Regions from separate parts of the Sus scrofa genome. Here region 2 is linked to region 1. A link is a contact called in public Hi-C data. All regions are on one chromosome and are shown on one strand. Each heading gives the region's core, a stretch centred on a gene start, on an enhancer-like site or on the middle of the called end of the contact. The rest is flanking DNA. Distances are from core to core; before and after follow the strand shown. Region 1 holds the start of CFDP1 (craniofacial development protein 1). Region 2 holds the start of WDR59 (WD repeat-containing protein 59).

What was found. A called contact is a pair of places that touch in the nucleus more often than the background predicts.
Region 2: a contact with region 1 is called in a Hi-C map of liver, with 9 times the contacts expected there. The contact joins the promoter of WDR59 here to the promoter of CFDP1 in region 1. A contact is called at or near these places in 1 of 5 promoter capture datasets (liver) and 1 of 47 Hi-C or Micro-C datasets (liver).

Annotation. Positions count from the first base shown.
Region 1 is chr6:12,221,191-12,226,339 of Sscrofa11.1, reverse strand. It overlaps CFDP1 (craniofacial development protein 1), which reads right to left and starts at 2,639. Exons shown (of 7, transcript XM_021093775.1): 1 at 2,407-2,639. The coding sequence starts at 2,470.
Region 2 is chr6:12,680,054-12,685,449 of Sscrofa11.1, reverse strand. It overlaps WDR59 (WD repeat-containing protein 59), which reads right to left and starts at 3,284. Exons shown (of 28, transcript XM_021093785.1): 1 at 3,092-3,284. The coding sequence starts at 3,145.

The DNA of each region.
Region 1 (5,149 bases), core at 1,390-3,889:
GTTACATAGTGTCTGTCTGTGGGGAAGCAGGTTTGATCCCTGGCTTCATTCAGTGGGTTAAGGATCCAGCATTGCAGCAAGCTACTATATAGGCTGCAGACGTGGCTCAGATTCGGTGTTGCTGTGGCTGTGGTGTACACCAGCAGCTGCAGCTCTGATTCAACCCCTGGCCTGGAAACTTCCATATTGTGTGGCCATAAAAAGGAGAAGAAAAAAAAAAAAAGTTTATCTAATGAATCTACTCTTTTTTTTTTTTTTGTCTTTTTAGGGCCGCACCCACGCAGCATATGGAGAATCCCAAGCCAGGGGTCTAATCAGAGCTGTTGCTGCCAGCCTACACCACAGCCACAGCAATGCCAGATCCGAGCCAAGTCTGCGACCTATACCACAGTTCAAAGGAACACTGAATTCTTAACCCATTGAGTGAGGCCAGGGATCAAACCTGCAACCTCATGGTTCCTAGTCGGATTCATTTTGGCTGTGCCACAAAGGGAACTCCTAATGAATCTAAATATCTCAGGAAATGATTTAGACAATTCTGAGAGTTTAGTAGCAAGTACATAAATGACTAACAGGAGTTCCCAGTGTGGCTCAATGGAAATGAATCGCACTAGCATCCATGAGGTCACAAGGTTCGATCCCTGGCCTTTGCGAAGTGGGTTAAGGATCCGGCACTGCCATGAGCTGTGGTGTGGGTTGAAGATGCGGTTCAGACCTGACATTGCTGTGGCTGTGGCATAGGCCAGCAGCTCCAACTCCGACTGACCCCTAGCCTGGGAACCTCCATATGCTGTGGGTGCAGCCCTAAAAAGACAAATAAATAAATAAATAACTAAGCAACAACAACAAAATTGCAATGATTAACTCCAGAGAAAACTAGTGCAGGAATAGCCATAACGGTATATACCACATGATTCGGCCAGAACATGGTGTCCACAGTTGCTTTAAAAAAGTAAACACTTAATAATGACCTAACCCAAATTAGACAGAGGAACATTAGCAGGCTGGAGAGTTAGAGAGGGTCTGAAGGTGAAAAGATGTGTCAGCAGTAAGGGGAAAGCTAAAAGGGGGTAAAAAAATAAGACTTAACATGGACAGATTAAGAAAACACAATGGAAATACCAAATTTTAAAAGCAGATATCATTCTGCAGAGAAGTGATACGGATGATTAATAGTGATAGGAACTGCCATTTGAAAATAAATCTGTTAGAAATATTTAACTATTTTTGGAGTTCCCACTGTGGCTCAGCAGAAAAGAACCCGACAAGTATCCATGAGGATGCAGGTTCCCTTCTTGGCCTTACTCAGTGGGTTAAGGATCTGGTGTTGCCAGCTACACTACCTGTGGTGTATGTCACAGACTCTGCTCAGATGCCGCGTTCCTCTTACTGTGGAGTAGGATGGCAGCTGCAGCTCCAATTTGACCCTTAACCTGTGAACTTCCATGGTCCCCAAAAGCAAAAAAACATTCTAAGATAAAATAACTTAAAAAAGAAATATTTGACTATTTTTCAGCAGGTGCATACAAAACTTTGATTCAAATGAAAACTGGTTTTCAAATGATCACACTGGCAGATATGTAAAGACCAATGTTGGTGGACAAGGAATCTGAGAAACCAGCTGGGAAGTTACTTCAGGTCTTAGTGAAGAATAATAGTTGTTCAGTAAGAGTGAGATTGGAGAGAGAGTGATGAGAAACTCATTTTCCACACAGACACACTGGTTGGAACAAAAGAGAGGAAACAAGGACAACTCCTAGGCTTTTTTGGTTTTATTTTTCATCGGAGCTACTCTATAGGAAGATACTTATAATTTGATGGGGAAGCCTGGGGAAGGTGCAGGATGCCGGAAGGGGTAGGTCTGGGTGACGTTTATTTCAGCCTGGGTTCGGTTTTAGAAACCTATACAAAAACAAGGTCTGAAAAGAGAGAAATGGATACAGACATTGCAGAGAGGCAAAGGGTATCATTAAGTGAACTTGCTAACAAGAAGATCCCTCCTGCAGGCAGAAAGTGAAGATATCTATCTCTGCCGTGATGCCAGCGAGCAATTAATTCCCTGGGGGCGGAAGGTCTGGCGACAGACTGCCTTTCAGAAGACTGCAAGGTTGGTGAGGGTACGCGAAGACCGACCACCGCCAGCGTCCCCAGAGATAGGGCCCTGTTCACGTGCCAGTTCCCGAACTCCGAGAGGGGGCGTCGGCCGAAGTGAGGCCTCGAGAAAGGGCTGCGCGAGACAGCCCGGGGCACACATCCCGGGTCACGGGGGCCGCGCGGTACGAGGACGCGCGGCACCCGCGCCCGAGAGCCACCCGGGCCACCGGGCCCACGCACGGGAGCCAAGCGCGCCTCACGTGAGACGCGGGGCGGGGCAAGCTGCCTCTCGCCTCTAGCCGAGTCGCTCACCCGACGGCACGTAGTCCTCGTCCTCCTCCGAGGTGGAGAAGTCTTCGGAGTCGAATTCCTCCATATCGCTGCCGCACGAGGGGGGCTGAGTCGCAGGGCCGCAACAGCTGCCCCCAACGGCAAAGCTCTAGGGAGCCACCATAGAGCTGCGGCGGGGGCGGCGGCGGCGGCGGCTGGGGCGGCCCCCAGCCTCTGCACATGCGCAGAGAGTGTATGTGGTCGAATGCGACACTTCCGGACCAGTGCCTTCTGCTGGATGCTACTGTGGGGGTTGGCGGAACACGGGCTGGGCGCCGAAGCGGTGCATGCTGGAACTTGTAGTCTTCAGAGCTACCAGCTGCTTTGATTTAGTAAACATGCTTAAACTAAGTTTGTTTTGCCCGTGGGAATACGGCAGACCTTCATTACTCGCAGTTTGGTATTTTTGAAATCGCTTACTTGTTAAAATTTATTATCACCCCCAAAATTAATATTCGCGGTGCTTTCTGGGGTTATTTGCGGACATGCGCAGAGAGTGAAAATTTTTGAGTCAACCCAAGGTTTGTGGTACCAAGGTTGAAAGAGGCAGGCGGTCTTGCTTCTTCCGCTCGAATGCTGTAAATAAGTGTCCTTTTCGCAATCACTTTAGTGCCGCGTTTTTTGCATTTTTGTGCTTTTTGTTGGTGATTTCGCTGTTAAAAATGACCCCCGAGCGTGGTGCTAAGGTGCTGCCTAATGTTCCTAAGCGCAAGAAGGCTGTGATGTGCCTTCCGGGGAAAATACGAGTGTTAGATAAGCTTCGTTTAGGCATGAGTTGTAGTGCTCTTGGCCGTGAGTTCAATGTTAATGAGTCAACAATCCTTTACATCAAGAAAAAAAGAAAAGGAAATTCGCCGATCTGTACGTGAGGCTGCTCCGGAAAGTGCTGAAGTGACGTCTATAGTGGGGGTGAGGAAGCAATGGAAAAAATGGAAAAGCGGCTCAATTTGTGGATTCATGAGAAGACAACCGATAAAAAAGGTGTGGTGGACAGCACTGCTGTGAAGCTGAAAGCCAACGAAATTTACAGCCATGTTACCCAGGGTCAGAAAAATGTGAAACCGTCCTAGGCTAGTGCTGGGTGACTTGCACGTTTCAAAAGGCGATATGGGGTGAATAATGTTAAGCTTGCAGGTGAGACAAGTTCTGCAGATCAGGAGGCTGCAGAAATTTAAAAAATACTTGCTAAGTATTATAAGGAAAAAGGATATGTGGAAGAGCAGGTTTTCAATGCTGATGAGACTGGCTTATTTTATAAGGATGTTGGCAAAAGAACCTATATAACGCAAATGGCCTCCAAAGCCTCTGGCTTTAAATCTTTCCAAGACTATGCAACCCTGCTTTTGTGCACCAATGCCAAGGGTGACTTTAACTGCAAACCCCTAATGGTGTACAGAGCTCCAAGTTCACAAGCATTTAAAGGGAAAAGTGTGAACCATATGCCGGTCCATTGGAGGTGGAACAAAAAAGCGTGGATGACGTCTGATTGGTTCCAGAGTTGCTTCATACCAGAAGTTGAATACTATCTCCAGGACAGAAACCTTGCCTTCAAGATTTTGTTCATTTTGGATAATGTGCCCGTCCATTGCTGTGAAGAACTCACAAATGCTCACCCCAACGTAGAAGTTCTTTTCTTGCCCCCAAATGCTACGTCTCTCATCCAACCCCTGGATCAGGGCATAATAAAAGCCTTCAAGGCGCACTATACTAGGGAGCTTTACAGCAAGGCTTTCGAGGCTCTCAAAGCCAACAAGGAAAGTACCGTGATGGACTATTGGAAGTCAGTCACTATACACAACGTTATTGATTATGTTGGCACAGCCTGGGACAACATCAAGCGGGCTGCTATCAATAACTGTTGGAAAAATGTTTGGCTGGACTGTGTGGAAAATTTTGAAGGTTTTGAAGGTGTAACAGAAAGTATAAAAAACAGTGTCAAAAACATAATGCCTATCGCGTGGCAAATAAGTGGAGAAGGTTTTGATGATATGAGGGAAGAGGATGTGGGGGAGATTAAGAACCCACCAATGAAGACCTGGACGAGATGGCAAAACAAGGCGTTGGAGTCCATGATAACGAAGACAGCGATGAAAGTCAGCCTAAGAGTCCAGGAATTGTCCCTCTTACAGCGGCCAAAATATCAGAATGGAACTCTGCCTTGGGAAAACTATTCAATGACATGGAAGTGTGTGACCCTATGCTCGATCGCAGCCTCAACTTTAAGCGCTTAATCTCCTTTGCGTTTGCCCCCTATGCCAAGATGCTTAAGGATTTGAGGCGAAAAGCCATGCAGGCTCCCAGTATTGGGAGCCAGTTGGGGAAGGAAGATTGCCGATTGCATCAACAAGTGGTGAGAGCCAAACCCCTGAGGTTGAACCAACAGTTGTCACTCTTCCATCCTCTTCCCCTCCTGCAGAATGACTTCCACCAACCTCTCCCTTGGTTTTTGTGGGGCAAGCCAAGGTCGAGAGGTTTAACCACACTCTGCCTGGTGCCATCACCCAATCTTCAGCTCCATCAACAGTAAGATTCTAGTTCATGTTTTCATAAAACTTTAAATGTTTGAGCTTCCCTTTTTTCAGAACTATATTTGCATTACTGTACAGTATGTAGGATGTGTTTACAGTACTGTATAAATTTACTTATGTGAGTCCTGTGTGTATGTGTGTGTGTGTGTGTGTGTGTATGAGGGGGAGAGTTAAAGTAGTTCAACCTCAGTATTGTA
Region 2 (5,396 bases), core at 2,035-4,534, 460 kb before region 1:
CTAGCCTTTTCAGAAAGGCAGTGTGAAGTGTTTTAACTTTTTCCTTTCTGCATTAATGAATTGTTAATAAAATGTGTCCCTAACCCCCCCAATTATCACCAAAATTAATCACAAAGCCATGTTAATTCTCACTAAGACGTACCCTTCCAAATGAACAGAAAAATCAGAGAGAGAAACAGAAACTCCTGCAAGGCAGTTAAATTACCCAATTTACTTTGTTCTCTTACTATGACAACCGCTGTTTAGGTTTAATTATTTGATACGACTTCATAGCATCCTAATCTGTGTGACAGCGCTCTCTCTGCAGGTCTTTTCAATTACATCTCTGTAGAGAAGTAGGGGTGAGACTACCTGGGCTTCTGTGAAAATTAAAGGGTTTGCAGATTAGTAACTTCCAAATTAGCAGGCTCAGAGGTAGGACACGTGATTCTGTTCTGAGTCCCCGGTGAAAGCAATTAACAAGAAGGGTAACAAGAATGCGGTTCTTTTTCCCCAGGAGTCTGGCACCTCCCCCGGGAGAGCAGGCCTCCTGGAGACACATGCTAACAGTGCAAAGAGCTTTAGGATTCTTTAATGCAAATGTGGCTGCTCACATTTTCCATGGGGGCTGTGTATCCAGAGCACCAAAAAGCAAAACCATGGGAGGATCTCCAATCGTTCATTTTTATGGCAAAAGAAGGGCTGGGTTTTAGAAAGGAAAAATCACATCACCCCCTTATCCTAAACCTAGATTCCCCTTCAGTATAAATCACCTGAGCACCAACACAGTGCCTGGCACATTATTCACCTGCCAAAAGCTCAATAAATCCCACTGCATAAATGAGTGAATGGAAGCCTGGCACCAAGAAGGCATTCAATAAATATGGTTGAATGAATGAAGATAGCCAACAAGACACTGCCTGTCGCAGGGAAAAAAAGAGCATGACATATTTATTGTGGAACGACTGCATGACAGGCTCACAAAGGATGAAGCAGAGAATGTAATGAGTCCAATGAAGCCCTGGGGCCAGATGCTGCAATCAAATCCCAATGCAGCCCCATAATGGGAGGCCTTGGCCACGTCACTTGAGATCAGCCAAATGAGGATCAGTTTCCCCATTTGAAAAAATGGGGTGACATCTACTTATCTTGCATGGTTCTTTCATGAATTAGAAAAAGGAAATGTAGGAGTTCCCGTCGTGGCACAGTGGTTAACGAATCCGACTAGGAACCATGAGGTTGCGGGTTGGGTCCCTGCCCTTGCTCAGTGGGTTAACGATCCGGCGTTGCCGTGAGCTGTGGTGTAGGCTGCAGACGCGGCTTGGATCCCGAGTTGCTGTGGCTCTGGTGTAGGCCGGTGGCTACAGCTCCGATTCAACCCCTAGCCTGGGAACCTCCATATGCCGAGGGAGCGGCCCAAGAAATAGCAACAACAACAACAACAACAACAAAAAAGACAAAAGACAAAAAAAAAAAAAGAAAAAAGAAAAAGGAAATGTAGGGAGTTCCCATTGTGGCTCAAAGGTAACGAACCCGACTGGTATCCATGAGGATGCAGGTTCGATCCCTGGTCCCGCTCAGTGGATTAAGGATCTGGCATTGCAGTGAGCTGTACATCACAGATGAGGCCCAGATCTGGATTCTGTGGTACAGGCCGGCAGCTGTAGCTTGGATTTGACCCCTAGCCTGGGGAAGTTCCATATGCTGTGGGTGCAGCCCTAAAAAGGAAAAAAGAAAAAAAATGAAAAAAGAAAAAGGAAATGTATATATACCATTTAGCACAAGGCTGGGCATATGGAAAGCACAGAATACAAAAACGGTTTAAAAAATTATTATTATTATTATTGTCTTTCTGTCTTTTTAAGGCCACACCTGCGGCATATGGAGGTTCCCAAGCTAGGGGTCGGATCGGAGCTGTAGACACCGGCCTACACCACAGCCACAGCAACAGGGGATCAGAGCTGTGTCTGTGACCTACACCACAGCTCAGCTCACCGAAACACCGGATCCTTAACGCATTGAGCGAGGCCAGGGGTCGAACTTGCATCCTCTTGGATGCGAGTCGGGTTCATTAACCGCTGAGCCATGACGGGAACTTCAAAAAAAAAAATTCTTGGAGTTCACGTCGTGGCTCAGTGGTTAACGAATCTGACTAGGAACCACAAGGTTGCGGGTTCAATCCCTGGCCTTGCTCAGTGGGTTAACGATCCGGCGTTGCCATGAGCTGTGGTGTAGGTTGCAGTCGCGGCTCGGATCCCGCGTTGCTGTGGCTCTGGCGTAGGCCGGCGGCTACAGCTCCGATTGGACCCCTAGCCTGGGAACCTCCATATGCCGCGGGAGCAGCCCAAGAAATGGCAAAAAGACAAAAAAAAAAAAAAAAAGTACTAAGTTTCCTTTAGGCTCACCATGTGTCCAGCACTGTGCCACACATTTTAAGTGTATGACCTCATAAAAATTCTCACATCAATCCTTTAAGAGAGACACAATTGGCACCTCTTACAGGTGAGAAAAGATGCACAAAGGGTGATGACAGGCTAAGATATGAGCTGGGATTCGAACCGAGCAACACACGAAATGCATACGCCTCTTCACTGCGCGGTATCTTCCACTACCCTAGCATCAGAGACCACTTAAAGGTTTAAGCGCTGAAACGGGCACCTCGCGTGCAGTTTTTTATTAACTCCATTCCATCAAAGTTCTGTGAGGCAGGGTTCAATACATCTACCTAAGGCTCAGAGAAGTTCTGCAACTTGCCCAAAGTCACTAGGTGCAGGGGGAGCAAACACCCCCTCGCTCTCCACTCCGGTGGTGGGAAGCCTTCCCTCAGCGCTCACTAGAGCGCAATATCTGCACTTGGATATCCTCAGGCCGACCCCACTCCTGTATCCACGAGGGAAACCCCGAAACCTCGCCCATGGCAGCCCCAACCACCCCCAACGGTCTTCAAGGTAACCCTCATCCACTCAGCTCTGACACCTCCAGGTCACCCCCTTGACCATCTCCCCAGCCCGGGCTGGGGGTCGCCAGCCGCCCTGAGACAGACCCGGCAGCGTGGGGGAGGGGAACTGGGAAGGGCGCATGCTCAGAAGGCTCCATTTGGTCCCCAGCTCACCTGGGAGTCGCGGAATTCCACCACCACGTTCTCGCTGCTCCATCTCGCCGCCATTTTCCGCGCCCAGCCGTCGGGACACGAGAACTACGCGTCCCTACCTCAGACACCCGCGTTCCTGGGCTCGGCGAGCCCCACGCAGCCCGCGAGTCAGTGCTGCCACGCCCCGTCCTCGCTTCTGCCTGACCGCAAACTATTGGCTGACCCAAACACTGGCTCCACCCCCTCTTCCCGGATCCTCCAATTGTGGCACGGCGCCTGCCCCCCGAAAAAGGTACGACCCCCTTCACTCCGTCACGGCGTGGGTCACTTTCGCCCCTCGCGGCTGCGGATACCGCCCCCCCCCCTGCCGCGAGCTCTGCCGGGAGTTGTAGTCCAAAGTATGGACAACCGGGGAAGAGCTTGCAGGTTAGAGTTTGGCCGAGGGGAGGTGCGTGTTTTTCCAATCCGTCTCCTCGACGGTGTCAATGGCAAGGCCCAGACTGCATAAAAACCAAAGCTGAGCATTAGTGCAAACCAATGATTATCTCTTACCTCGAAGCCTGGCGCAAAGGCATTGAAAAGGGTAAATGCGCGATTCAATACAGTTTTATACAGTACAGCAGCGCCAGCTAAAATGTCTAGGGACCTGGGGGAGGGGGGTCTACGAAGGCAAAAAATGTCACTGTTATACTAAGAAGTTATTTGCTTTTTTCTTTTTCCTTCACAAATGCACAGTGTTTTTCACAGGTTAGTTACTACTTTTTTTTTTTTTTTTTTTTTTTTTTTGGTCTTTTTGCTATTTCTTGGGCCGCTCCCGCGGCATATGGAGGTTACCAGGCTAGGGGTCGAATTGGAGCTGTAGACGCCGGCCTACGCCAGAGCCACAGCAACGCGGGATCCGAGCCGCGTCTGCAACCTACACCACAGCTCACGGCAACGCCGGATCTTTAACCCACTGAGCAAGGCCAGGGATTGAACCCTCAACCTCGTGGTTCCTAGTCAGATTCGTTAACCACTGCGCCACGACGGGAACTCCTTAATACACATTTGTAACAGATTGAATGTAGAAGCAGGTGTGAAAATCTAGGATTTTTCTCTTAAGCCAATCATTAAAGAAAGTTGCCACTGTTCCCACTAAAGCTGTTTTGTTTTGGAAAATAAAGTTACTTTTCATTTACAAAATGTATTGTTAATGTTAACGCTCATTGACGTGTAAATTAATTTTTTTTTTGTCTTTTGTCCTTTTAGGGCCACACCCACAGCATATGGAGGTTCCCAGGCTAGGGGTCTAATTGGACCTGTTAGCTACGCCACAGCCACAGCCACACCACATCCGAGCCACGTCTGCAACCTACACCACAGCTCACGGCAACACCAGATCCTTAACCCACTGAGGGAGGCTAGGATCGAACCTGCAACCTCATGGTTCCCAGTAGGATTCGTTTCTGCTGCGCCACCACAGGAATGCCAAAATTTTTTAATTATTAGTGTTAATATCTGATGAACTAGACATAAAAGTTTGGGGGGATCATTAATAATTTTCAAGAGTGTAAAGGGGGAGTTCCCAGGTGGCACAGTGGGTTAAGGATCACTGCTGTGGCTCAGATTCCATCCCTGGCCCTTGGAACTTCCATGCCATGGGCCCAGCCAAAAACTAAAACCAAAAAAAAAAGTGCAAAGGGGACCTGAGATCAAAAAGTTGGAAAACCGCTATGCTAATACAGGGAATGGCCACTAAGTTCTCTTCCTCAGCTCCAACCTCTGAAATCCTGGGCTTAACTGGTTTAGCCTCAGTTTCTCTACAGAAGGAGAAAATTCATTTGGTTGTCCTAAGGAGTTAACCATTAACCACAAGGCCTGGAATATAACCAATCCTCAAGTGTAAACTGTCCCTATTGGGTTTTTTTGGTGGCCTACACCAGGCTCCAAGCTGCATCTGCGACCTACACCACAGCTCACGGCAATGCCAGATCCTTAACCCACTGAGCGAGGCCAGGGGTTAAACCCACATCCTCATGGATACCAGTCAGGGTTCATAACCAGCTAAGCCACAACTTACTGTTGTGTTTATATTAATGCTGCTTTTACATGCAAGCCATTGCATGAATAGAGATAAGAAGCCTTCCATTCCCTCCTGGAGAGTTGGAAACAATGGGAAACAGATTTGTCAACAGGTTAGGGTGACCAACCGTGGAAACTGCTCGGTATGGGCAAATGGGGCAGTCGGTCACTGTACAACAGGCATACAGTTGGCAGAATTATGTTTTATAAAAGCAATGTAGGGAGTTCCTGTCGTGGCTCGGTGTCTAACGAATCCGACTAGGAA